Regions from separate parts of the Canis lupus genome. Here region 1 is linked to region 2. The links are chromatin contacts, called in public Hi-C maps. All regions are on one chromosome and are shown on one strand. The core of a region is the stretch at or near the end of the contact, and the rest is flanking DNA. Distances in the headings are between cores, read along the strand shown.

What was found. A called contact is a pair of places that touch in the nucleus more often than the background predicts.
Region 1: a contact with region 2 is called in a Hi-C map of blood, with 2.0 times the contacts expected there. The contact joins the promoter of APPL1 here to the promoter of PDE12 in region 2.

What each region holds. Positions count from the first base shown.
Region 1 is chr20:33,416,219-33,422,219 of UU_Cfam_GSD_1.0, forward strand. APPL1 (DCC-interacting protein 13-alpha) reads right to left here and starts at 1,849. Exons shown (of 23, transcript XM_038566106.1): 1 at 1,669-1,849. The coding sequence starts at 1,722. LOC111091307 (a long non-coding RNA gene) reads left to right here and starts at 952. Exons shown (of 3, transcript XR_005374876.1): 1 at 952-1,131; 2 at 1,300-1,382; 3 at 3,789-5,546.
Region 2 is chr20:33,145,366-33,151,152 of UU_Cfam_GSD_1.0, forward strand. PDE12 (2',5'-phosphodiesterase 12) reads right to left here and starts at 3,013. Exons shown (of 3, transcript XM_038566104.1): 1 at 1,578-3,013; 2 at 171-249. The coding sequence starts at 2,906.

The sequences.
Region 1 (6,001 bases), core at 599-3,098, 270 kb after region 2:
ACTATAAAACTGATACTAATATGGCACATACTTAATTTAAAAAAAAAAGAATGCTCAATTTGTAAACTGTGTGAAAAGTTCGAGAAATTAGATGAGTCACATTTTATCCTCCTCACAAGTCGTGGCAAGGGCACCCATTGTGGCCTGCGTGTAAGATTTATGGGCTATAAAAACCAGGCCAGGTAAGAAAAGGTACAGCAACCTGTTGAGCCTTACATAATAAAAGATGACAAAGTGCACCTGACCAACTCGTACCACAAAACCTTTACAAAACATCTGAAACAAATACATCTCCTAACTTTATACTTCAGATATCAATAAGAATTTGAACTAGCAAAAAAAAAAAAAAAAAAAAAAAAGAATTTGAACTAGCTATTCTGGCAGTCAAGATAAACCAAGATGCGGGTTTCTCTCTGTGTCAGTTTAGGCTGATAAGAGTACATTACCAGCAAACAACTGGCCTGTGAAGATAACTTTCGGCATGGGGAAAAAAAAAAAATCAATTCCACAATCAGAGCCCGACTTCCACTTGGCAATTAAAATTGGCACAAAGTCACAGCAGACGTGTCACACAGGCCAGGGGGACCTAGCCCCTACTTCCTCATCTTTTGGGGCCATATTAAACCGTCAAGACACGCGTGAAATGTATGCAATGGTAGTTCTGAATGCGCACCATTTCAGAGGTGGCCAACCAGCAACACGGTCCTAAATCGCTTAAATCACTTGTGTAGGAGACAGGCTTTGAGGATGAGGTCTCCCGATGCAAGTTACAGCGCCCTACCAACATGTAATTTTAAATGTAATTCATCTCGTTCTTCAATATCGAACACGTTAACAAATTGCTAGGTTTCCCTGGACCGTCTCGGGGCTCCAGCAACCGCATTAGCATTACCCCTCCCACCCGCTCCCGAGCACAAAACACGGGGCTTTTATTTTGATGAGTTTATTAAGGGCCAAGTCTGCACCGTTCCGCGCAGCAGTTGGTCGTGCCGCCGCGAAGGCGCCGTCCGTCCGTCACCGGCCGTGCACAGCTCGAGTGACAGCGGCCACAGCCGCGGCCACGACGCGGGACACAGTCCGCGGGGAGGCTCCGAGGCACAGGACGGGCTTCGCCGAGGACTCTCCAGGCGGGTAAATCAGCAGCGTTCCTGCAACTCCGGAGGGAACACTATCCATTTCCTTCCCCAAGGGCTTGCTCAGGGGTCGTGGGATAAGTCTACGGGGGGTGAGGGGGTGAGGGGGTGAGGGGGTGCTGTTTTATTTTTTTATTTTTTTCCTCCTTCTGCATTTCCTCCGAAGAGATCCCAGGATTGGAATTTACGACCTTAGATGACGGCGATGAAAACGCACCTTTCGTCAAATACGAGGGAGCCCCCGCGAACGTACGTGACCGCCGGGCCCACGAGCGCGGGCGGCGGAGCTTCGGCCGCCGCCCGCCGACGTCCCAGACCTCGCGGGTGGCTCTCTCGGCCCAGCGGCGCAGGCCCACGCGGGCCTCGGGCTGGCGGCCGGGCCGCGGCGACCCGGGGCGCGGCCCGCGACGGGCGGGGGCACTGGACGGCGGCGCCCACCTGGGCCGGGGCGGGCACCTGCGGCCGCCGCGGCGCCAGGCCTGGGGTCGGCCCGCCCTGCTCTTTCCCTCGCCTCCCGCCGCCGCCCGCGCCTCACCTGCGGGCTGTCCTCCAGCGTCTCCTCGATGGGCAGCTTGTCGATTCCCGGCATCGTGGCGGAGGGAGGGCGGCGGCAGGAGGAGACACGGCAGCCGCCCACAGCTCGCCGCGCCCGCCCGCCTGCAGCAGCTGACCCCGACCCGCCCTCTCTCGCAGGCGCGGCCGCCGTCGCCGCCCGCGCCGCTCTCGCCAGGCGCCGAGCGGCCGCGCGGGAAATCCCGCCCCCTCGGCCGCCCTGCCCCGCCTCCCGGCGCGCCCATTGGCTCGCAGCGACGCCCGTCAGCGCGGCGGGGCTAGCCCGGAGGTTCCTTCGCGGCTCTGGGTGCTGTGGTGAGCGGCGGCCTCGCGGGTGGCGCTGACTGCTCGCTGCGACCGTCCGCCCTGCGCGCGCCTGTTGATGCAAATTGTGGGGGACCGTCTCTCGCCTTTCAGCGAACCAGAGCCTCGTCTGAGGACCACCACCCCGGGGAGTTTGGGGTGTCTTTACTCCTCCTGCAACATTTCATCAGAGACCACGGAAGAGGCCCTACTGCCGGGGGCCTTTCTTGCTCCAGTTACAACCTTCGCAACCCTGCCCGCAGCGTCCAGTCTGCTCCCCACCCCCACCCTCCCGGCGACAGGGTGCTGGCCCGCTCAGCCGGCTGTGGGATCCCAAGCTGGGTCACTAGCAGGCTTCCCAGTAAATGTATGGACGGTAGACCCGCAGTTATTTTTCTGGGCACTTGGATATCAGTATATTCAGTTAAAAACATGAGACTTTATTATCGATTCATCGATTCTTACCTGGCCTGGAAGGGCTACGGTGCCTCAATTCAGACTTCAGTAGTTGTTATAAATCACAAACAAAAACATCTTTTTTTTAAATTATTTTTTAAATCGATTTTTTTTAAATTTTATTCATCCATTCATGAAAGACACACACAGAGAGAGAGAGAGAGACAGATTGGCAGAGACACAGGCAGAGGGAGAAGCAGGCCCCATCCTGGGTCTCCAGGATCACGCCCTGGGCCGAAGGCAGGCGCTAAAGCGCTGAGCCACCCGGGCTGCCCAGAAAACATCTTTTAAAGTTTAGCACACACTGGTTAATTATGTGGGTAGCTGACAGGCATATCTGTTAGATCAAAAAGTTGTGGAAGAAGTTTTCAATAGCTTCTTCAGCCTCTAATTTTACAGTAAAGAAGAGTGAAGCTCTGATTCCAACACCTGGTCTGGGTTAGAATTCCTGGTTCTTTGTCCTTCTTCCCCAACCTCACAACTGCCTCATGCATTTCTCTGTAGAGTCACAAGAAGTTTTCATCAGTATGCAAAGAAAATGGCAAAATCATAAGTGTCTTGTAAAATTCTAGCCGTTAGGAACACCTGGCTGGCTCTGTTCCTAAAGCATGCAATTCCCAATATCAGGGCTGTGGGTTTGAGTCCCACATTGGGTGTAGAGATTTAAAAAAAAAAAAAAAAAGTCCAAAATCTTCAAAATAAATAAAACTCTAGCCATTAATCCAATCAATCCATTCCATAAGAAATGCTGAGTAAAAGGACGCCTGGGTGGCTCAGCGGTTGAGCGTCTGCCTTCAGCTGAGGACGTGATCCCAGAGTTCCCGATCAAGTCCCACATCAGGCTCCTGCGTGGAGGCTGCTTCTCCTCCCTCTGCCTGGGTCTCTGTGTCTCTCATGAATAAATAAAGTCTTTAAAAAGAAAAGAAAGAAAGAAATGCTGAGTAAAGATTATTAGTTGTCTGGTTCCACAGACACACTGGAATAGATCCAGATATAGCAGAACAAACCCAAATATGGGAACAGGAACGGAAGTTATGGATTTTAAACTGAAATGCTAGATTTTTCCCATGATCTCTTAAAAGATAAAATCTAGTTTTAAAAGTTTTACCAAGTAGATTGCAGCATTGTTTCACAGAATTATCCTTCGTGTCATAAGCTTTAAATAAGGGTTTTCCCCTTATATTGTTTATCAACTACTCACCCTCAGGAAGAGATTTTTAGTTTTTGAAAGGTGGTTTGGAATCAGTTCTTAGTGTTACTGGTTCTCAACTGCTTTAAAGTTCTCAGCATTGTACAGATTCCAACTCTTTCCTTTGATATTTGTTTTCTATCCTGTCAGCACAGTGGCATGCAACCTGGCTCTAAAGAAGAAAGGTTTTTCAAGGCAAGTGACCTTCTTGGTTGAACTGTGATTGAGCTTATAAATGAAGAAGGTTGTAGCAATTGATAAGAATCAAGAGTAAGTAACAAGTAAAAACAAGTGTAAGAAAGAAGAATAATTATATGTTGTAACTGAGGGGTTTAGCCAGTTAACTTGGCCAAACCAAACAATTCAATGAAAAATTCTGTTAGGTATCTGAATTATCTGGGTAGTGTATTATCATCAGGTTAAGTGGTTTCCCTTATTTGTATTGATGCGCATCTTGACTGTATTTTTGTAAAGGATTCTCAAGCAGCCATCAGGGAGTGGCAAGGAATTCTTGCCAGGTTTAGGCAATTAAAAATGAAACAGACTTGGAGGAACCTTAAAAAAATGAAACAAATAAAAACAAGTTGATATTCAATTAGACGGAGAGGCAGCTTAGTCAAATAATAAAACTAGAAAGAATCTTACCAGGCCTTCTTTTTGAATCCTCTACCTAAGCTACTATATACTCTCTTCATCCAAAAAGATGATTGTATTTACTATATTTTAAAACATTTCTTTTTTTTAATATTTTACTTATTTATTCAGAGAGAGAGAGAGGGAGGCAGAGACACAGGCAGAGGGAGAAGCAGGCTCCATGCAGGGATCCCGATGTAGGACTTGATCCACCTGATGTGGGACTTGATCCCAGGTCTCCAGGATCACACCCCAGGCTGCAGGCGGCGCTAAACCGCTGTGCCACCAGAGCTGCCCTTTTTAAAACATTTCTAAAGCTAAAGAATTCAGTCTCCTTTGGTAACCACTTCAATCAGACTACATTTTGTACAGTTGACCAAGCTCAGTTCCTTTTATACAGGAAATGAGGCTATCTCAGAAAATGCCTGGGGGGCTACTGTGGATAGGATAGAAAAAATTTGGACAGCTGGTTAATTTTATGAAAGGAAAGGCAGGATTAAACAACACCCACTAAAGAATCCTTTGAGATGTTTCACACATATAATTCATTGAGATGTTTCCATATAATTTACAACAAAAGGACATATAATCTTGTAAATAGATTTGTTAATTATTAGCCTCCTAAAATTATATTTGATCTTCTTATAATTAGGTTTTTACATGACACTCCTTGAAGTTCTGGTCTGTGGTCTATAATAGGAAAGAACCCAACAACTTGAATGATGCTGGAGCTTTACTTTTCAAAATTATCTCCATAGGTCAGTGGTTATCAAACTCACCCACATGCAAAAGTTATCTCCGGGAAGTTGTTAGGGTACAGATTACTGAGCTCAGCTGGAAGATTCTAATGCAGCTGGTCAGAGGTGGCGCTGGGAATCTGCCCAGATAAGCCCAAAGATAATCTTCAAACCACATGTTAAAAGTCTCTATCCAAAATGGAAAATAAGCAGGGACACCTGGCTGGCTCCATCAGTAGAGCATGTAACTCTTAATCTCAGGATTTTGAGTTCAAGCCCCATATTGGGTGTAGCGATTACTTAAAAATAAAATCCTGGGGTGCCTGGGTGGCTCACTCAGCTAAGTGTCCAACTCTATTTTTTTTTTTTAAGTGTCCAACTCTTGATTTCCGCTCAGGTCATGATCTCAGGGCCGTGAGGTGAAGCCCCCTATGGGGCTTGGTGCTAGGCATTGAGCCTGCTTATGATTCTCTCTTCCTCTCCCTCTGGCCCCTCCTTCCTCTAAAAAAACAATAAAGTAAATAAATAAAATTGTCTTAAAAAGGTGAATAACCATTTTTTTCCTAAATAAGCTTGTATTTTAGAAAATTTACAGAATCATGTAAACATTTAGGAAAAGGGCTTTTGGTTCCAGCTGAGGATGGTGAGAGGGACACCATTTCTAGAATCACCTGAAAGAGCTTAGGAATCCTCCTGCTCACAAATATACCCTTAAGAATTCCCTTAATCTGAAATAGAGGAATTCATATTCATAATGTATAGTGCAAATAATTCTGGATTTACCTGATCACTCCTTAATGCGACTCATTTAATAGATAATTCAGTTTTTCTTTTAAGATTTATTTATTTATTAGAGAGACAGAGAGAGAGGCAGAGACACAGGAGGAAGGAGAAACAGGCTCCATGCCAGGACCCCGACGCGGGACTCGATCCCGGGACTCCAGGACCGCGCCCTGGGCCAAAGGCAGGCGCCAAACCATTGAGCTACCCAGGGATCC
Region 2 (5,787 bases), core at 1,763-4,262:
GTACCTATATTTAAACCTATAGGATGCAGTTATGACAATTGTCACCCAATGAGGTACAATTAATTATACCTCAAAAAAAAAAAAACTGAAAAAAGATGTGAGTAAACAACCTTATTGACCTTAAGTTACCCATGTTTTTTACGTCACTTGTGAAAACCACTAAAACCTACCTTTTGGATGCCAGTAGAGATGGGTATTAGCAACACATAGCCTTTTAGAAGAGTCCTTTGTAGACTGAAGAACAGAAACCTAAAATAAGCAAAGTGCCAAGAATTCAGTTGTTAACTGTCAATCTCCTGAATATTTTTAAAAAATCTAAGCCTATATGATGAACCAACATTTCATAACCTACCCTGACTGGAAAGTATGATCACAATTATGAAATTTAACTTTTGCAAGAAGTTTTAGGATGCACATGAATATAGGATTCAGCATACCATGTTTAAATAACTGTCCAATATATACAGCTTTGGAGCTAGACCCACCTAGATGGAATACCTATTTACAGCAGTGTCACATGGAGAGAGACTTTCTTCCTTAAGTCAGCTTGGTCACTGGTTAAAGGCACTATCATCCACCTCAAGGGGGACTGTTGTATTGATTCAACTGAAATGAGCTTACACAGGTGAATGAAACACACTGGGTGCTCAAAAAAAAAAAAAGAAAAAAAAGAAAGTAGCTACTCAAATCTTACTATGAACAAAACCAGTTATCTGAAAACTCTGGACAAATATAAAAATAACATGTTTTTAAAACCTAAGGCAGCTTATGTATTGCCTGGGTGGTTCAGTTAAGTGTCTGCCCTTGGCTCAGGTCATGCTCCTGGGGTCCTGAGATCCAGCCCACCACCCTCTGACTCCACTCAGCAAGGAGCCTGCTTCTCCCTTTCCCTCTGCTGCTCCCCTTGCTTGTTTGTGCTCTGTCAAACAAGGAAAATCTTTAATAAAAACCAAGGAGGCCGGGTGGGTCAGTGGTTTAGCACCGCCTTCAGCCCAGGGCGTGATCCTGGAGGCCCGGGATGGGCACCCACATCCAGCTCCCTGCATGGAGCCTGCTTCTCTTCTGCCTGTGTCTCTGCCCCTCTGTGTCTCTCATGGATAAATAAATAAAAATCTAAAAAAACACAAAACAAATGGAAAGATCTCATTAAAACAAAACAAAAATAAACAAACAAAAACCCAAGGCAGCTTAACACCCTGGTCAGTGATGATAAAATATATAATTAACTGGGTAAAAATCCTTGCCCTCCACTTGTGTGGATAAGTAAACTTAGCCATCTGCTTTAAAATATGTCAGCACAGTGCTTGGCAAGTAGTAAGAAATTACTAGTTATTACTATATTCTTGTATTCAGCATGTGTCTCTCCCAATAGACTAAACACCATGAAGGTCTCTTGTTAAAAGCAATCTGCAGAGTGCCTGGAACACTAAAAGTGCTCAGTATTTGCTCAAAGAATGAATGAAAGCTAACTTTTGTGCTGAAGACACAAGAGCAAACACCCTTCAGTAAAATTTGAAGGGTCTTTCAGGGCCCTAAAAACCCACCGGTCTGTAAAGACCATGGCAGAGGTACTTCACCTGGAGGACAGACGATCTCTGGAGCACTCTCTCCTGCGCAGATGGGTACACCACTAGCTTCTCCAGCAGTTCTTTGTGAAGTGGGTCGGACTCCAGGGCTTCATGGAAAGAAATGTCATGCTGGCTGAGAAGACTGAATTTGGTTTTTCGGTAGAAAGTAGCCAGGCCTTCGTGCTGCTTGATTCTAAACACGCCTTCCAGTCCGAAGGCCTCGAGGGCCGGCACCAAGCTGTCCGTAAACACGTTGCGATCAACCTCTTGCAAACAGATGAGGTCAGCGTTGTAGCCGGTGAGCTCCTTCTGGATAAGGTTCTGACGGTAGTCGAGCTCCAGAGCATAAGGGGCACAGTACGGGTACAGGACGCTCCTCGAAAACTCAGTCTGGGCGTACGTGTCGGCCAGGAGGTTGTACGAGACCGTGCGGATTAGAGAGTTGTCCGTCACCTTCTTGGTGTAGAGATGCCGGTGGTCAAAGGTGCAGGTGCCAGGCCCAGCCTCCACGGGACACACGCTTTCCAACTCCCTGCTTGGCCCCAAGCGCTGCCCATTGCCTGGGGTGCAATGAAGCTTGAGTCGTAGACCGATGTCCGCATTGGACGGCGTGTAGACGCGCTCGTTGACACCCGTCTCCGTCCAACTAGGAGAGGGTGAAGAGGGAGACAATGACGAGGGGCCCCCGCCCTCAGCCTCTGCCGCTCCGGGTTTGGCTTCCTTGTACCAGCGGAAGAGGGAGCTGGCGGGGTCCCCAAATTCGAGGCTGAGCTTGGGGCATACCGGGAAGCCGGCCATGATGTAGCGTGGCAACTGCAGCTCGGTGAAGGCCGGCGGGTTGCGCTCCACCTTGTACTTGACATCGCCGATCTGCAGCACCGCACCGTCCTGCCAGGCGTCCACGTTGAGCACATCCTCCGCCACTGCCTCCTCCCGGTAGTACAGCTTCACCACCGGCTCGCAGGCCGCGGCCGGCTCGGGCCCGGGCCCCGGCCCCGGCCCCGCACAGGCCACGCCGCCACTTGCATTTGGCCGGTTCTTCCGGCTCTTCTTGGCGGCAGCCGCCTTGGCGTGGCCTTTGAGGGCGTTGGTTGCGATGCGGCTGAGGGCCCGACCCAGAGGCTCGCTCTGGTCGCGCTGCATGTTCTTGTGGCTGCCGTCGGCCAGCGCGAACGACAGGCTTAGCTTAGGCTCCGAGGGCACGCAACGCACTACAGCGCGCTCCATGGCGCCCGCCGCCGTCTCCGTCGCCGCCGCCGCCGCCTCGGCCCGAGTGTGCCGCTCCACCGCCGTGCGGACCCCACGAAGCGCGGCGCGGGAGCCTGGGAGCCTCCACATGAACCTGGTAGCCTGGCGGCCGCCAAGCGTCACATAAAGACTGAGAAGGTGCAGCCTCCGGCTCGGAGATCCATTCAGTCCTGCAACTTCCGGTTGGGGCGGGGAGAGTGCCGGATGCTCCTGCTCTGCACTTTCGCCAGGCCGGTTTATCTACTCCTTTTTCCTCCCCCCTCCGTAAGCCACGCCTGTCTTTAATCCCTCCCAGTTTAATCTTTATCTTAGAATCCAGCCATAAAGCGTGGAAAATCAAGAAACTATAGAGGTGCCAGAGGGAAATATTAGATTTACTGTTTTTTTTTTTTTTTTTTTAATCGAAAGTGCAGTTATGGGACTGAAGGAGAGGCGCGCCAAGCCGGAAGTCGCTGGGGCGTTGTCAAGGGTTCCGCTTCCCGCGGGAAGGAGGCTCCTTCTGTGGAGTCCAGCCGCCTGCCTCGTCCTCGAGCCCCCGGACGCTAAGCTGCGCGAGGGCGTGGAGAGCTCCTCCGGGATTGCCCGCCTGGCCGCGGCCGTGGGAAGCGTTGCCCAGCTCCTCTCCACAGCGGTCTCACTGCTGCTCGTCTCTTCCGAGGTGTGGGTGCGTTCGCCTCAGGCTGACCCAAGCGCAGACCCAGGGAGGCCCTCTTTGTGGTACTTCGTAACCACGAGCGTTATCCAAGAACGACCCTGTAGGGAGCGGAGACGTCTTGTGTGGTTACAAGGTGATTAAGTTCCCTGCTCAAGGTCACCCAGACGAGGCCGGAGACTGAGAACGGCCAGTAAGAGGAAATGAGAAGTGTAGCTTCACTGGGCAGCAAATGAAGAAAGTATTTCAAGAGTGATTTTTGTGTTGCATAGAATGAATAATCGGTGATTAACTGAAAAAACAAAACAAAACAACAACAAAAAAACAATACAACCTTGAAGATTCAAAGACAAATTGAGAAATCACTTCTGCCCGTAAATGATCTATTTGTATCCACTGTTACCTTATCCTACAACTAGAATGCTTTTCTGGCATTCTAGCATGAATGATTTTATATTTATTCATGAGGGACGCAGAGAGAGAGAGAGGCAGAGACACAGGCAGATGGAGAAGCAGGCTCCACGCAGGGAGCCCAACGTGGGACTCGATCCTGGGACTCCAGGGTCACGCCCTGGGCTGAAGGGAGACGCTAAACCGCTGAGCCACCCAGGGATCCCTGAAAACAGGCATTTTGAACTGTGTTCTAAAAGAATGAATTTTGCAATTACTTGAAATTTGTATTTCTGTCCTCCACTCCTCCCACCTACCAAATATTTAATACAGCGACTGGGTACTGATAGTGTATATGCAGTTCGAGGCTACAATATTAGATATAAAAGTCATTGCTTTGTATCAACTGACTAACCTAGGAAGAAAGAAAATAAGTCTTGGTAGTCCAGTTGATAGTACTTCATTTAGCAAATAGGAGTTTTGAAATGGCATTTTTTCTTATCCACAGCATTTTCCTTCATGCAGCCTTGCAGAACTCAAAATTTTTTTTTTTTTTTAGAACTCAATCTTAACTCAGCCTATATAAAGATAGAAGTCCTACCAGAAAAATGTGAGTTTCCTTCAATCAAACCGATCTCATTTAACAATTAGTCTTTTTTTTTTTTTTAAGATTTTATTTATTTATTCATAGACATAGAGAAAGAGAGGCAGAGACACAGGGAGAGGGAGAAGCAGGCTCCATGCACCAGGAGCCCGACGTGGGATTCGATCCCGGGTCTCCAGGATCACGCCCTGGGCCCAAGGCAGGCGCCAAACTGCTGCGCCACCCAGGGATCCCAGCAGTCTTCATCATAGTTTTGAGACAGTGCCTATACGTGTCATACTTCTCTTAGTTTATCATATTATATATATATAAAATATTATTTTATGAAAGAGTAAAACATACCCATGTTTTACTTCTGTAGCTTACTTCTGCTTCTATGCAAACACAAACACTTATTTTTTTTTTAAGATTTTATTTATTTATTCATGAGAGACACAGCGAGAGAGAGGCAGAGACACAGGCAGAGAGAGAAGCAGGCTCCATGCAGGGAGCCCAATGTGGGACTCGATCCTACCTTTTCAGGATCACATCCTGGGCCGAAGGCAGGCACTCAACTGATGAGCCACCCAGGTGTCCCACTTATGAACATATACCTTCCTCCTATTTGTTTACACAAACAGGAATATAGTATTCCCATGGTTCAGTACTTTCCTCTTTTTGAAAGAGGATTTCAACTACCTCTGTTTTGATCTCAAACTTCCTAATTTCTTCCTTCCAGTTTATCTCTTTACACAGGCCAAAGACCCTGCAGGCGTATCTTGTGGTAGGAGCCAAAACTACTCCCTCAAGCAGTAAGAATTGCTCTGAGCCAGCAAGTCCCCACCTCTAGACCATGATCCTTCTGGCCTTTACTGCCCACCTGCATGTATCCCTGACCTTTGTTCCACATTTACCTGGTGTAAACCTAGAGGTATTGTCAGTACTTCAGAGACCATCTTTGAAGCCACTGGTATTGGCCTTAGTGAAATAAATTCCTTTCTTGTTTGACCACCACTCATCTGTCTGCCTTTGGAGTTTGTCTGGGATGGGTGGTCAAACCTGGTCTGTTTGGAACCCTCAGAGCCGTGTGCTCTTGCACTCTTGTGCCGCAGCTAAATTTTCACTATCTTGTTAATTCTTTCAAGAGAAAGTGAATGAAAGTCACAATTTCCCACAGAAAATGTGATTAGAACTTTAACAGATTTGAAAATAATACATGTCAAAAAAAATACATAATAAGTCATGTGTTTGAAGTTCTATTTTTATGAGGCTAAATTATAATTGTATACATTATACAATTAAAATTTGAGGTCAGAAGACTGAACCAATACTATGCTTCCCCTGAT